Regions from separate parts of the Mus musculus genome. Here regions 2 and 3 are each linked to region 1. The links are chromatin contacts, called in public HiChIP or PLAC-seq maps. All regions are on one chromosome and are shown on one strand. Each heading gives the region's core, a stretch centred on a gene start, on an enhancer-like site or on the middle of the called end of the contact. The rest is flanking DNA. Distances are from core to core; before and after follow the strand shown.

Region 1 (4,894 bases), core at 1,247-3,746:
GTTGTGCTTTGTAACTCCCTCCTCATCTCCCTTTCTCCCATCACTGTGACCAAACTACTGTATTAGGAGCCTTTTAGTAGTATTTATTGAAAGGCTATGGTGTAGATCAATGGTAAACTGTGTGATTGTCACATTTAATTCAACACGGGTAGATACAAACATGAAGACTGACTTCAGGAAAATGATACTAAACAGGTATATAGACTGAGCTTCACAGGTATTTTCCTAAGTGTGTAAGCCCTTCCACTCTCTCCCTGAGGGCCGAGGAGAAATGCCCTATTTCCTCCCATCCCTACTAATTTACCTCTGAGCTCCACCTCTTACTCTGGCTGGAAAGGATACTATTCACACAAGGCAAGCCTTGCCTTCTTCACTTCCTAGATTCAATGGATGACACCTGAATGGATGACAGCTGAAATGTTACAGAATCTGTAATCATGGCTGAATTTCTTGAGGACTTTTCTTATACACACATAATGGTCTTTTATTCGAGGAATTTAATCCACGTAAACTGACTTCTTCAACAACAAAAGGACACTGATTTTAGCTTCCTTTTTTTTTTCTGACTTTTTTTTGGAATTTCAACAATTTATTAGATGTATGAGTTTGCGTGAACTTGAGTTGCTTTTAGCTTCCTTTTTTAAAAACTATTTTTAAAGATTTATTTTTATTATTTTTATTTAAGGATAGGTAAGAAACATTCATGTGTATGCAGGTGCTTGGAGAAATCAGAAGAGGGTGCTGGGGCTCTTGAAGTTGGAAGTAGAGGAGACTTATCAGTGATGCAACATGGGGGCTAGGGGCAGAATTCAAGACATCTGGAAGAGCAGCAAGTGGAAAACCTCCGGGCCCCTGTATTTAACTTAAGAGTAAACAACAGGAGCGGAGCTACAGCTCAGTATCTACAGCACAAGCCCACTAACACTTGGGTTTGGTCCCCAGCACAAACAGATTTGACAGCCACAGATTTGACAGTAAGCTATTCATCTTTAAGGCGGTCACACTAACTGAACCTGTGGCCCACAACTGTGAGAAGTGTACACTTACCTCTGTGTATGTCTGTTCCATTAGGATATGCTAATTTATGAGGCTGAAGGTACAACTCAGTAGCACACATGACACCCCCAGCACCACCACCCCCGCAAAAGTACTCCTATACACCCCGAAGAAAAGTACCTGACAATGTCTTCAATCAACTTTAAACAAGAACCAAGAGATGACCTCATGATCCTGGGACCAATTAGCAATCTACCTTTGGCAAGTTTAAACCTGCTCTAGCAAAGAAAGGCAATTACTTTGTAACGTTAATAATCTCAGGGCATATTCACTTTTTCAGTAACAAAGTGAATAAAGGTGAAATAGTATGGGGTGTATACACGCTAGATCTCGCGCTGTCTAGGATCTCGCTATTCCAGCGTTGCATTCTTAGCCCCTGTGGTAGTTTACCAACCAACATTCTTAAGATTCTTAAGCATTAAATAACCACTTCACTTTAACCTTGCCCGATAAATATGTGAACTAACCAGCCTGCGACGTAGTCTGAGTCAGGAATTCGCCTCTAAGATTATCTTTGCGATTCCTTCCAATTCTGAAGTTCCTCGATTGACACCTGGTATCTCTCTCCTTTAACGCAGTCCATTGCTAACGTAGACCGGGTCGCAATGGCCCCCACATAAGTAATACAGTTCTCGAAAGCGCCCAGAGTCACACACAAACTAGGGTGAAAGAACTGAACTCAGCCAAAGGACCTTTTCCCTAGCGGAGGGCGGGTTTCAAATCACACCCGCCTCTCTGGAAGGAAGCGCGCCAAGTCCCTCGGCCGTGGGAAGGCGCTCACTGGAGGACCTTTGGCCGCCTTGTCGCGGCGTCCCGGGTCCCGCCAACCTCGCACGCACTCCCCCATCTCACTCACCCACAGGCTGCTGAAGTAGTCGAGGCCGCGGCAGATGAGCGCGCCCGCGTGCGCCAGCAGCACCTGCACGCCCAGGTAGCTGCCCAGGCAGTAGAGCCCATAGAGCAGCGGGCCGCCCGCTCCCAGCAGCAGCAACAGGCGGCGGCGGCGCAGCGCCTGCTCGCCCAGCGCCTCCACGCCGTAGTCGGCGAAGCAGAGCGGCAGCAGCAGCGCGGCCAGCACGATGGGCGTGTGCGCGCGGTGCAGGCGCCGCAGCCACAGGCGGCCCAGGCGCGTGAGCGAGCTCTTGAACGGGTGCAGGAAAGTGCCGCACAGCACGGCCCAGAGCAGCGGCCGCAGGAAGGCCTCGAGGATGAAGTACACGAGCACCGCGGCGCCGCAGCACAGGCACACGAACAGCACGGCGCCCGTGTTGTAGAAAGCCTGCTTGATGGGCTTATCGAAGCGCAGCGCCAGCGCCGCGGTACGCGGGGTCTCGCCCGGCCCGACCGTGCGCGGGGCCCGGGACTCTGGCCGGGGAGAGCCCCGCGGGCTGGGCGCCTCAGCAGGGCCGCCGCGGTCGGCCATCGCGCCTCTGCCTGGACCGAGGGGCGGGGCTGCGAGCGGGGGAGGAACGCGAGGCGGAGGAGGGCGGTGCAGCGAGGATTTGTGGGTTTTGTAGTTCCCAGCGTGCGGTGGAGCATGCGCCAGAACCTAAGGAAACTACAACTCCCAAGAGGCTGAACGCAAATGCCTCCGCCCTTGGGCCCAATGGTCCCACAGGGACCAGGTAACAAGTTTTGAGGGGGTCCAAGAAAATGGGGTTGGGAGCGGGGGCGGATACTTTAATTGATGTCAACTTTTCCGGAGACAGGATCTCAAAAGAGACTCAGAGATGGAAAACACAAGCTGTATGTCTAAAAACACTGATGCACAGACTTAGTTTAACTGATTTATTTAATAAATACTTATTTTTAATCGTGTGTATGTAACATGTGTGGGTGACCAAAGAAGCCAGAAGTGTCTAATCCCCACAGACAGAGTTACAGGAGGTTGTGAACAGCCTTATTTGGATGCTGGGAATAGACCTCAGGTCCTTTGGAAGAATAATACACACTCTTAAACACGTTTTAAAGTGTTCTCTTATGTATATGACAGGGTTTTAAGTAGCTATTGCCTGGTCTAGGTGCTTGGCTCCTACCAACTCATTTTATCTTTAGAACACCCCTACAGAGATGCTACTAGTCTTGTTTTGTAGAAAACAAGGGGCGCAGAGAAATTAAGTACCTGGCCTCGTACAGCTTCCAAGTAGGTGAAGCAGGTTAACACTGTGGACGCTTATTCTGTAGTTTTTCTGTCTATGCTAACTGAACTGAACAGGGGATCCTGTTAGGAGCCCTTTGATAGTATCTATTGAAAGGCTATGGGTGTAGATCAGTGGTAAACTGTGTGATTGTCCCATTTAATTCAACACGGGTAGATACAAACATGAAGACTGACTTCAGGAAAACGATATTAAAACGGTGTATATATACCGAGCTTCACACATGTCTTCCTAAGCGTGTAAGCCCTTCCACTCTCTCTCTGAGGGCCGCGGAGAAATGCCCTATTTCCTCCCATCCCTGCTAATTTACCTCTGAGCTCCACCTCTTCCTCCAGCTGGGTAGAATACTATTCACACAAGGCAAGCCTTGCCTTCCTCACTTCCTAGATTCCTAATGGATGACACCTGGGTTACAGCAGCAGCTGAAATGTTACAGACTCTGTAATCATGGCTGAATTTCTAGGGAACTTTTCTTATACTCACATGTAAAGTTCCTTAGAGAACCATAATGTGCTGTGACTATTAACCTTTTGTGCCTCATACAGATTTAGGAGCCTCAGTATGGGAGCAATCTAAATACCTCAGAATACCTATAGCAGAATGTTAAACAGCCACTCTTTGCTTTTAGTACCTGGGGGGTCAGGTCAGCAAAGCTCCCCACTGCAATGCTCTCTCTGGCAAGGGATAATGGAAATCAGAGTTCTTACTACAGGGTGCTTGTGGAAAAAGAACAAGCCCTGAGCAGTGCGGGGGTTCTTCCGCCCTAAGGAAAAAGTGTTGGGATCCAAGCCTGCTTCCTATAAAATACAGTGAAGAGGATTTTTATTTGGGAAAGAGACAGAAGGAAGAGATATAAGTGGAGAGAGGGAGGAAGGGAAAAAGAGAGAGCTGGCCTTTACATCTTTATGGAGTACGCAGTGTGGGAGGAGTCCACCATAAGAGATAGCTATTTCCTGTTCTCAGTAAACTTTCATATTACTTTCAGCGTGTCTTCTCTTTCTGTTCTAATATAAATATGGTAGTTTCCATATGAAGAAACATTGCTAACTATGTCCTGGATGTAAAAGGCGGGGGTGGGGAAGGAAAAGGAATTCCTTTCTCCTTTCCATCTTGCTCATAGGTCTGGGGTCTTTGAAGTCTCAGTCAGCAAATGTTTGTGTCAGTTGTATAAACATTTTACTGAGCTATGTAACTGCTTTGTTCAGACCCCCTGATATCACCATCGCAAATTATAGTCAGATTTGCTGTCAGTGCACATATTCATTGACTTGAGCTGCTCTTTATATAACAAGGCGTCACCTTCATAGCTAAAACCTTTTGGGAATGGGAGGTGCTTGACACGTGCTCAGAGCTGTGAGTCAGCACCGAACACCCATGCTACCCGGGGGCTCAAAGCTCAGAGTCCAGGGCCCAGCATAAGATGGGCAGTGCTTCTGACGTTCCATCCTTCAAACTTCTAATCCCTGTAAAGCCAAAGCAGAGTGCAGGAAGAGCTTAGAGAATCTGTGCCTTTTGTCACTCAAGCCAGTCACTTGTACCCAACAGCAAAGCCTCCTCCGTGGGTGGCTACTTCCGGTCTGGCTTCCTGTCTCCTAACAAAAAGGGCTCAAAGTGCATCCAAATGATCCCTCAAGCCGGCAAATCTCTCAACTACAAAACCTAAGTTCCTGTAAACAATA
Region 2 (4,894 bases), core at 947-3,446, 260 kb after region 1:
GGCTGAGCTTTTGGTTGAGGAAGACTGCTGTTTCAGGAAGATGCATCGGACGGGGTTGTGGGAGAGGAGAGCCGTGGGCCCAAGCAAGAAGGCTGTATCATCAGCACTTGATTTCTTGCTAACTTAGTTGGTCAACAAGCATCCCTGGGGAGGGTTGGATGAGTCAGAGACATTAGGGCATTATCTAGCCTCTGGATGCTTTCCAATCCAGCCAAAGTAATGCAGGAAGAAAGAACAGACACGGGTGGGGGCAGGTGAGGCAGGAGTGGACAGAGTAGGAAGGGCGTTCAGACTGAAGGTGTATGACAGACGATGCAAGGACAGATCATTCAAGCCAAAGAAAAGGAGGCAGAATGTGAAGGGTCTCCTGGGCACCTAGGGGACAAAAGACCACTCAGCAGAGCCACACAAAGGATACAAGTTGGTCTGGGACCATGCAACATTCTGCTCTGTGCATCTATAAGCCATACAGGGCATACAGGGCAGGGCAGGAAATGCTGGACCAACCAACCCTCTGGCAAGGCCCAGCTGAAGGAAATGTGAATGGACTAGTGTATGAAAACTGGACGACTGAGCTGCTGCTTTTGCCGTGGGAGACAAAGAGGAAGGTTCTGGGATTAGGCAGGGACAAGAGGGACACAGTGGGCGTCATGTGTGCCAATGGCATTAAACAGTGAGTGGATGAACTGAAGAGAAAGGAGAGCTAAGACCTGCTCCAGATGGCTGGCATAAGTACTTAAGTGGATGTGTGCCTGTGGCTCAGACGTGGGCTCATGTAGCTGGGCTGCATATGTGCACATGTGTGCACACGAGGGGCTAGGGTGGTGGCTTTGGGATCCTCTTACAGGACAGCACTAGGTAGATGTGTCCAAGCAGAAAGCAAACAGCTGGACTTGGGGTCGAACCTTCCAGGAGGACACCGAAGGGCACCAGGAAACTAACCAGATTCAGAAATAAGTTCCACGGGGAGGGAGCCATCCATCTAACCTACCTGTGCACCTTCTCAAGCACATAGAGAGCAGGAAGGAGGTCTGTGCTACCCCAGACCTCTTCTTGGTAGCCTCATGGTAGTCGTGGGCTTTACTGCTTGCTACTCAGAGCAAACCCACTGCCTCTGGTCCAGCGAGACAGTGGGACTCTGGGAGCCTAGTCCCTAGAAATTCATCCCAGTACTCAGAACCACCCAAGAGATATAGGCATTGTGCTTTGTGGCGGCGTGGGAACTGGAGCCTTACAGTCCTATTCAAAGCCTGTGCGTCAACTGACTGGTGGGATGGAAAGGAAGATTATACACATTATTCATGTGTAGGTATAAAATATAGCTCCTCCAAAGGCAGGGGGTGGGGTGGGATGGGGTCAGACATCTGATAGAAGGCACTGGCTTTCCCAACTGAAAAGCGATCCATCTAAGAAGAAACCCCCATGTAGTCGACAGAGAACCTAACCAAAATAAGGACCTGGGTCAGTGACCCTGCAGGCTCTGCAGACTCTTCAGGGGGCTGGCTCCCTACGACTCAGGGCAGCACAGGAAGGGCACTGGACTCTAGTGTGAGCCTACTGGGAGACCCACTTAGGGCATGGCATAGGGGCAACAAACAGGACGTCCTGGAAAGTTGATCTTACATCAAAGGAGGGGCAAAGCCATTCACCTGGAATGACTGAGTCGGAAGTGGGCGTGGACTGGGGCTGAGGAGAGAGGGCACAGGTCACCGGAAAATCTGTAACCGGAGAGGGAAGCAGGCACCCGGGATTTTTGAAGAACAGGTTTCTAAAATGTTGGCAGGGCCAGAGATGCTGAAGGGATGGGCAGGCCTCATGGGAACTCTCAAATGCATGATGAAGTTACAGTAAGAAGAAAAGACTGGGAAACAGAGAAACAGGCTGGGTCACAAGGAGAACTCAGATGACAGGAAAGAGCGGCTGCAGCCGGGAGCTGGAGAGGCAGGCCCTGGAAGAGCAATGGATGAGGGTAAGGTTTCTCGTAAAAAGCTTTTCTTCCCTGACCTGGAACAAGCAAATCAAGGGAAGTTGGGGTTGCCACTGGGCAGCGAATCTGTCACCTGCATTCCTTCAGGGGCACCCTGTTCTGAAAAGAATGACTGTCTAACTGGAAAGGGGAGAGTGAACTATCAAACAGCAAGCAGCCTGACACCAGCAAGCCAGCCTTGGTGCTGAGTCACTGGGTGGATTCGGGTGTCAGCTCTGAAGAATTGCATCGTGAGCTCCAAGACCTCAGGGGACAGCAGAGAGTCAGCTCCACACACTGCTCCTGAGGAAATGTGATGTTTGAGCACCGAAGTTTCAGAATACAAGGCCGAGTAAAGGCAGACAGAGCACAGAATATCTGTGACCAATAACACACTAGAATCAGAGACTGCCAGATATGGGGACAGATTCTTTTTTTTTTTGTGCATGTCAAGTGACTCACTGTGTCACCAAGGAAGCCTGCGCCTGGGTCTAGGGCCACTTGAACATTCCAAACCTGACACTTGTGATCTGTTTTCACAACACAGACCAGGGAACGAGATCAGTGTTGCTGGCCTCAGGGGCAGGGCTTAGGAGAGAAGAACACCTGGGCTTTCCGAACAAGGTTTTACATTTGTTTTGTTGGTGCACTTTGAGAAAAAGAAGTCTCAATGTAGCTGACGTTGGCCTTGAACTCCTGATCCCTGTACTTCTTTCTGCCTTTCAAGTGCTGGCTTACAGGTGTTTGCCATCGTGCTTGGCTCTGTTTAGCTCTTTTTGAGACTTTTACACATACTTTTACCTTTGGCAAACGATACTGGATTTATGTCTAAGAAACACTAAGAAAATAAACGTTAATAACACTAAAGCAAAAAAAAAAAAGTTAGTATGAAGAAACTAAAACTATGAAACAAATGCAGTCATTAAGGTATATCCAAATTGATGCTATTGGGACTGCTGGCTAACATGTGTACAGCATTAATGGTGATCACTTGGGTGTGACAGCACATGTGTTCTCTTCTAGCACCTGAGAGGACTGAGACAGGAGGATTAACATCAGCTTGGTGTATAGAGTAAAACTCATTCCCCCCAAACAAAACAAAATCCACACAAATAATAGCAATAACAACAACAAAATGAACATGTACCAAGCACTCTTCAGAGGCTTCCCGTAGCAGCCAGCTCAGTGCCCCACAGCCCTGAGAAATGGGTGATATTTTTCTTAATCACACAGGTAGAAGGGACAGCGGGGACTGACCCTGGCTGGCTGGCTGGCGGGTCCACCTTCTTACTCACAATGCCAAGTAACCTGATTGATGGACGGAGGCACTTTAGGAAAACAGAGGGTGCAGTCCTGTGAGCTAGCTTAGGGAGCTGGGAGTCTCTAAGTTCAAAACAGGGCCCAGCAACTCCACCTCTTATTCAAACAAAACCAGAGAAGAATGAGGCTTTCAGACAAAGATCCGAGCTGAGCTGGAGAGCATGGGAATTCCAGCTGCACTGCAGACAGTCTCTCACGATGAGGGGGTAGGCAAGATGGGAACCGGGGAGGTAAGAACAGATGCTAGGATTAGCAGGCACCCTTCGAAGCATCCTCTCAGTGCCTCAGAGAACCAGCATTCAGGAAGAGATTTCTGCTGTCCCTTGGGCACTACAGTTTTCTATCCTGATTTGTGGGATGAGAAGAGACTCTGGCTAATCTGTGAGTGACAAGAAGCTGGGAGTCAAGGCTACAGCAGAGAAGCGAGGCATCTGAAAGCGCTAAACTCCAACGATGATGATGATGACGTTTGGGGGACACTGGAAACCCGTAGTCCTCTGAGCTCATTATATATACTTTCCAGCTTTCCCCAGTCCTCCCAATGTGGTGGGCGCTGTTACCATCTCTACTACACATTCAAGAAAGTGATTCAGACAGCCTAATAACTTACTCAGGAGGAACTATGTTGTCAGCCCAGTCCAGCCCAGTGTTGGATAAAGATGCCAGGAGCCAAGGGCATGTATATCAGAGGGAAGAGACATTGCCTCGGCAGACTACAGTCTTAATTGTGTGAGATGAGACATTGATCACAGGCAGGGAGAGACACAGGCGACATAGGGGTTTCATAGATGTATGTGAGGACGTAGGCAGGAAGAGGACTTTCTCATCACTGCAGGTGTCCATTGGAGATTTATAGGTCGGTAGGAGGCCCTTTCCAGCCCTGAGACTCATGTTCCCCAATGGCACGGTAACTGGAAAGGAAGCCACTTACCCGCCCTCGCTCGGTGAGAGTCGTCAGCATGACAACAAGAGACAACTTCTGATCCCAGACAACTTGCCAAAACTGTGCACAGGTGTTTGGCAGCGGTCCCTGAGTGGCAATGTACTTGTTCACAAGGTTAGCAGCGGGCATCTCCATCTGTTGGGAGAGCAGGAAGGTTATTATCGTTAGACTGTTCACTGGCGAAGGTGAGCAGGACTCTCCGTTTACACCTTCCTAATAGCTTAGCTGAATCCTACCAGAAAAAGATCTTATCCACTCACAGTCAGAAAGGAAAAAAAAAAAAAAGGTGCAGCAAAAAGCCGCTTCCAAATTTCACCATAATGTGACAGAGCAGTGAGTGAGACTTCTGAGAGAACCAGTTTTTACAGAGGGTACTTCTGCAAAGTCATGGTTTAGCACATGAGGGCCCGAGCGGCCAGTTCTGCTGCCTGGCTAGCTAAGGGTAGTTTTCAGTGTGGTCGATTACAGTTTGCTGCTTCTGGCTTTAAGTGGAGAAATCTAATCAAGTAAGCTGTCCATGATGAATATGTCTCCACAACAGGCCAACCTTTTCTTTTACTCCTCTTGGGTTATAATACACACACACACACACACACACACACGTATATGTATATATATATGTATATACGGAGGAAGTGTTTCTTTGACTTAGAGGCAGAGGGACA
Region 3 (4,894 bases), core at 1,302-3,801, 180 kb after region 1:
ACCAGAATGAAGAGTGCAGACTTCCCTGTTTAATGTTCCCAGCAGGTGGCACACTGCTTCAGTCTCTCTAGCCAACTGAGGGAGGGAGGGAGGGAGGGAGGGACGGGGCTTCCAGTTAGAGAAGGTTGGCCTCTAGGTCCCAAGGCCTACAGCCAGCAGAGTCAGACTCAGACCCTGCGCCTTGTAAGTTTGCTTCATCTGTAAAATGAAGCCTGTGCTGCCAAGGGGAGTTGGGGCAAAAATGAGGAAGCACACTCAGCACTGTCCCTGCTCCATGGGGGAGCGAGAACAGTGTCCAGGACCTCTCTACCCACCCCACTGTAAGCAAGGCCCTTCACTGCATGGCAGCCCTTAGGCGCTGGTGCTGAAGACAACAGTACACACAATGCCTACCCCTTAGGTCTCTGACACTCTGTAAACAAGAATGACACCAATTGTTACACTCAGAGTAATTACACTGTGTGTGTGTGTGTGTGTGTGTGTGTGTGTGTGTGTGTGTGTAAACAGCTCTAAAGGTTAATGAAGAGAAAAGTCAAGGAAACTTTTCCTTTAATACCACCTGTATTTCCAAAAGTCCTAAGACTATAACTGGGGCATCTTTATCCATTCATCGGATGCAGGCACACATAAACGAAGCTGGTTTTAAAGATGGGTTTTAACTTTTGATCTTTCTTTTTTGGGGGCGGGGTGGTGACTCCATAATTTTGTTGTTCATGCTATTTGGGGCCTTAGGGGGTGGTTTTTGTTTTTGTTTTTAATGCAGGGGCTAGAAAGGTGGCTCAGCTGTTAAGAGCACTTGTTGCTCTTGCGGAGGACCCAGATTCAGTCCCTAGCACCTACATAGCAGCTGGCAACTTCTTGTGACTCCAGCTGTAGAGCATCCTCTACCCTCTCTGGCTTCCAAAGCCACCGGCTACACATGTGGTGTACTTCCACACAGCCAAACACATAAAATAAGAATAAATAAATAAATCTTAAAAAAAAAAGTAGCCACGTATGGTTTAATCCTTTAATCCTAGCACTCAGGAGGCAGAGGCAGGTGGATCTCTTATGAGTTCAAGGCCCATCTGGTGTACGATGTAAGTTCCAGGTCAGCCAGGGCTACAGAGGGACAGCTTGTTTCAAACAAACAAACAAACAAACCAACAACAAAAACAAAAAGAGGAGAAGTCACTGCCTGTCTGCAGGGAGGCGGGAGGAGCTAGGCATGAAGCTTAGTGTCCAGTGGCCGAGCACAGAGGAGAAGCTCATACAGGTTCACATGGAGAAAAGGAAGGTGTGGGACTCAGTCTCCCCTCAGGTTTGGGTCTGCAAGAGAGGCATCAAAATGTCTCCCCAGGCATATGGTTTGCAGTTAACGTGAGCTGCTGTGATTAAGGCCTTGGCTGTAAGTCCACCATACCAAAGTGTGCTTTGCCCAGCCATTAAGTGGGGGGAAATACAGCCCACTCACATATGCATTTTTGTGAGGGACAATGGAATGCCAAGCAGGCCAGGAACTTGAACCAGGACTATTGTGAAATGTTCCTTTAAAATAGAATGCACATGTAGGAAATTATTTACAGAACCAAACACCTAAGAACAAATATAGTAACTGCCCAGGTTGGTCATAAACTAACCTCAACTTCCACTAGCTGGGGCAGAACACACCTGGAAAGGCACGAGTCCCCAAGGCTCTGGCACCAAACCAGACTTGAACCAGTCCCAATCCCATGCCTTCTAAGAAACTTAGAGTGTGCAAAGGAAGGGGAACATCGATAACAGGGTTGTCACACATTCTGAGCAACTTCTAATGGATGCTGCAGAGACCAAAAATTGATCACCAAGGGATGGGACGGGCTCACCACTCTGAGGCAAGGCAGAGTACATATCACGTTTTCCCAGTGTTTGATGAAAATCTAGAAATACAAATTTTTATATAAAATGGTTAGTATTGTTTTAAGACCTTGCTTAGACCTTTAGTTGCCTTAAAAAAAAAAAAGACTCAAGTGTGACATCCATAGAAAATGGACAGGTCCAGTTAAGGCACTCCCCAGTGTAGACAGCCTGGGAAGCCACCCTCTAGGACTTTCCCCAGTTTAACTTCGACCTGCTGGAGGCTTCCTTGTGCCTCTTCACAGGTTTCGTCCCTTCCTTCCTTCCTTCCTTCCCTCAGCACCACAGATTTATTGTGTCTGCTTTGAAGCCCATACCTAGAGAATCACAGGGTGTTTATCTTTCACTGGAGTGCAAGTGCGGGGAGAGCACCCTGGACTCCCAGCCCGGCCTGCATCCGTGAACAAAGGCACAGGTGGCACTTTACAATTGCAGAAGGAAGAGAAATGAGATCCAGTGAATTCCCCCTTTGTGTGCTCACCCACAGAAGAGAAAGACCTGGGACAGAGAACAGGGAGGAGATAAGGAGACTCGACGATGGGTGGCTCAGCGGTCAAAGTCGGCGGAAGGGAGGGTCTGTTTCCTGATAACAGGGATGGGCAAAAGACTGGCCAGTGCCAGAGGACAGTGGGAGAAGCCAAGGTTCTCAGTGCCCAGGAAAGCAGGAAACAAGCAAACGCAGATGACAGCCAGGAAGACTCGGAACAGCAGACAGGTTTCCAGGAAGGCGGGGTCAACAGAGGACTGGAGAGGCTGTTTATTTTACAGCTCCCCACCGGCTTTTCCGTGTTTGTCTTCCCTGCTCACTAGCCCACGGCCACCCTTAGGGATGCTGTGTTTTCCCTTTCTTAATCAACTGCCTCTATTTACACCACACACACAAAAAATTTACATCATGGCCAGTCTCAGACAAAAGGTCAATGGAATATAGACACCTGTCCCCTTGGCTTTAGCCATGGTCACTGTTCCATGCCATCTTTTCCTCCCCTGGCCCTTCACTGATTTAAAAGAATTCTTTGGGACGAATTCTAAGAATTCTAAGTAGTGTTTCTATAGAAATGCACACATCTGAGCTGTGTGACAGATGGAAACATCTGTGTGACCCTCCCTCCTCCATCTACCAGAGGCAGCAGCTATTCTGACTTGCTTCCTCCACAGATGAGTTCTGCCCATTCAGACCCGCATATAAATGGAAGCACAGGCTCCCCTTTCCAGTGAGGTTAATTGCACTCAGTATCACGGGCATGAATACCAAAATGCATCTTCACAATTCATTTTGAGCTTGGCACAGTGGTACACACCAGGCGCGGAGGCTGAGGCAGGATGACCACTTGGGCCCAGGAATTCCAGGCCTGCCTGGGCAACACAATGATATTTATGTCCTATTTTTAAAAAGAAAGAAAGAAAGAAAGAAAGAAAGAGAGAGAGAGAGAGAGAGAGAGAGAGAGAGAGAGAGAGAGGAGGGAAAGGGAGGGAGGGAGGGAGGGAGGGAGGGAGGGAGGGAGGGAGGAGGGAAAGGGAGGGAGGGAAGGGGGGAGGGAGGGAGGGAGAGAGGGAGAGAGAAAGAAAGGGAGAAAGAAAGAAAGAAAGAAAGAAAGAAAGAAAGAAAGAAAGAAAGGAAGGAAGGAAGGAAGGAAGGAAGGAAGGAAGGAAGGAAGAAAGAAAGAAAGAAAGAAAGAAAGAAAGAAAGAAAGAAAGAAAGAAAGAAAGAAAGAAAGAAAGAGAGAGAAAGAAAAAACAAAAGGAAGACAAGATGGAGCTTAAGCCAAGCTGGCATCTACATGTCTCTGTCACCTCTCCTGTACTTACCTCTATAAATACCTAGGAAGCCTTGAAATCCGTGTTTCAGAGAAGTCTAATCCCCACTGGGACTCAGAGGCATGGCTCTTAATGAACTGCTAGAGCCAGGCTGTCTTCCCTGTGTCTATGTCACAGACTCCAGTTTCTGTTCCTGCTGTGTCCACAGCATCTGTCCCAGTGCTCTGACAGAGCTGGCTTCTGCCATCCTCAGAAAAGCAAGGTGGCCTCTCATGGTCTCTTTCTCCCCTCCTGTGTTGTGTCTCAGCAATTCATGGTAAAACTATATAAAACCCAAAGCGTTCTCTGCAATCGTGGAAGGCACCATTTCTCACTAACTTGCCAGTAATTTGGGGAAATATACCCCTCTCATTCAGTCTTGACTCTGTCTGGTACCTGGCTTGATTCTGTGTACACGGCACCATTCGACAAATGCCTGCACGCTTTTTCTCTCTCCTTGGAAAGTGTTGACTCCTTCCATGTATAAGGTAAGGCAACAAAGCAAAGAGTAGGCACTGCCTCTTTGGTTTGGTTTCTGTTTTTTGTGAGACAGGGTTTCTCTGTGCATCCCTGGCTGTCCTGGAACTCACTCTGTAGACCAGGCTGGCCTCGAACTCAGAAATCCATCTGCCTCTGCCTCCCAAGTGCTGGGATTAAAGGCATGTGCCACCACTGCCTGGCTGGCACTGCCTCTCTTTCATCACCTATACCAGCTGGTGACAGTGACACTACACCCATGCTCAGGTATTCTGGGCATGGCAGGGAGAGTATCTCACAAGGTCCGCCATGGCTGTGCCCCATCTCCTCCTGGCTATAGTACCTATTCAAATCTTCCTAGATCTCTCCTTAGGGGCCTGACCTACTGGTCTTTTGTGCTGGCCTCATGTAAACCAACAAGGAATAAAGGTACCATGGGGCTGTGGCACCTTAAAAAAAATTACACATGCATGCACGTGCATACACACACACACACATACAATCAACCTTTACAAAAACAAAGATCCAGTGACCCCTTCTTTAAAGGGTTCTCCTCCTGAGCTCTCAACCTCAGCAACTTGCCAGGCATAGACATGGGAAGACATCTGCTCTTTTTACCATAAGTCCCACCATTAAATACAACCATTAAATTCACTGGCTTCCAAGTTTGTACCCAACCCCTGAGCACCCATCTTTCTGCCCAGGCCCAGCACCAGGTTAACTGATAACGGCACCTCAGCTCACC

The links. HiChIP or PLAC-seq counts read pairs in DNA pulled down with a chosen protein or histone mark.
Region 2: a FOXA1 HiChIP or PLAC-seq map of pancreatic cancer cells shows a contact between it and region 1. The contact joins the enhancer-like site here to the promoter of Tmem245 in region 1. A contact is called at or near these places in 2 of 39 promoter capture datasets (frontonasal cranial neural crest and maxillary cranial neural crest), 3 of 115 datasets of contacts at active chromatin or transcription factors (embryonic stem cells and pancreatic cancer cells) and 1 of 9 other capture datasets (embryonic stem cells).
Region 3: an H3K4me3 HiChIP or PLAC-seq map of the 230-238 cell line shows a contact between it and region 1, with 15 read pairs. The contact joins the enhancer-like site here to the promoter of Tmem245 in region 1. A contact is called at or near these places in 1 of 484 Hi-C or Micro-C datasets (brown adipocytes), 2 of 115 datasets of contacts at active chromatin or transcription factors (the 230-238 cell line and embryonic stem cells) and 2 of 9 other capture datasets (liver and pancreatic islet).

The regions. Positions count from the first base shown.
Region 1 is chr4:56,944,933-56,949,826 of GRCm38.p6, forward strand. Tmem245 (transmembrane protein 245) reads right to left here and starts at 2,497. Exons shown (of 18, transcript NM_001369260.1): 1 at 1,913-2,497. The coding sequence starts at 2,479.
Region 2 is chr4:57,200,690-57,205,583 of GRCm38.p6, forward strand. Ptpn3 (protein tyrosine phosphatase, non-receptor type 3) reads right to left here. Exons shown (of 26, transcript NM_001384115.1): 22 at 4,218-4,364. Among named protein-coding and RNA genes, the nearest start is that of Gm12530, 31 kb to the left of the region's middle. Within about 2 kb of position 2,197, at least 104 of the 459 cell types and tissues checked have an H3K27ac peak or open chromatin away from gene starts, as enhancers often do. A contact at or near this core is called in embryonic stem cells and pancreatic cancer cells, where this site is marked.
Region 3 is chr4:57,120,705-57,125,598 of GRCm38.p6, forward strand. All of the region lies in intron 1 of Epb41l4b (erythrocyte membrane protein band 4.1 like 4b), which reads right to left. Among named protein-coding and RNA genes, the nearest start is that of Epb41l4b, 20 kb to the right of the region's middle. Within about 2 kb of position 2,552, at least 25 of the 459 cell types and tissues checked have an H3K27ac peak or open chromatin away from gene starts, as enhancers often do. A contact at or near this core is called in the 230-238 cell line, liver and pancreatic islet, where this site is marked.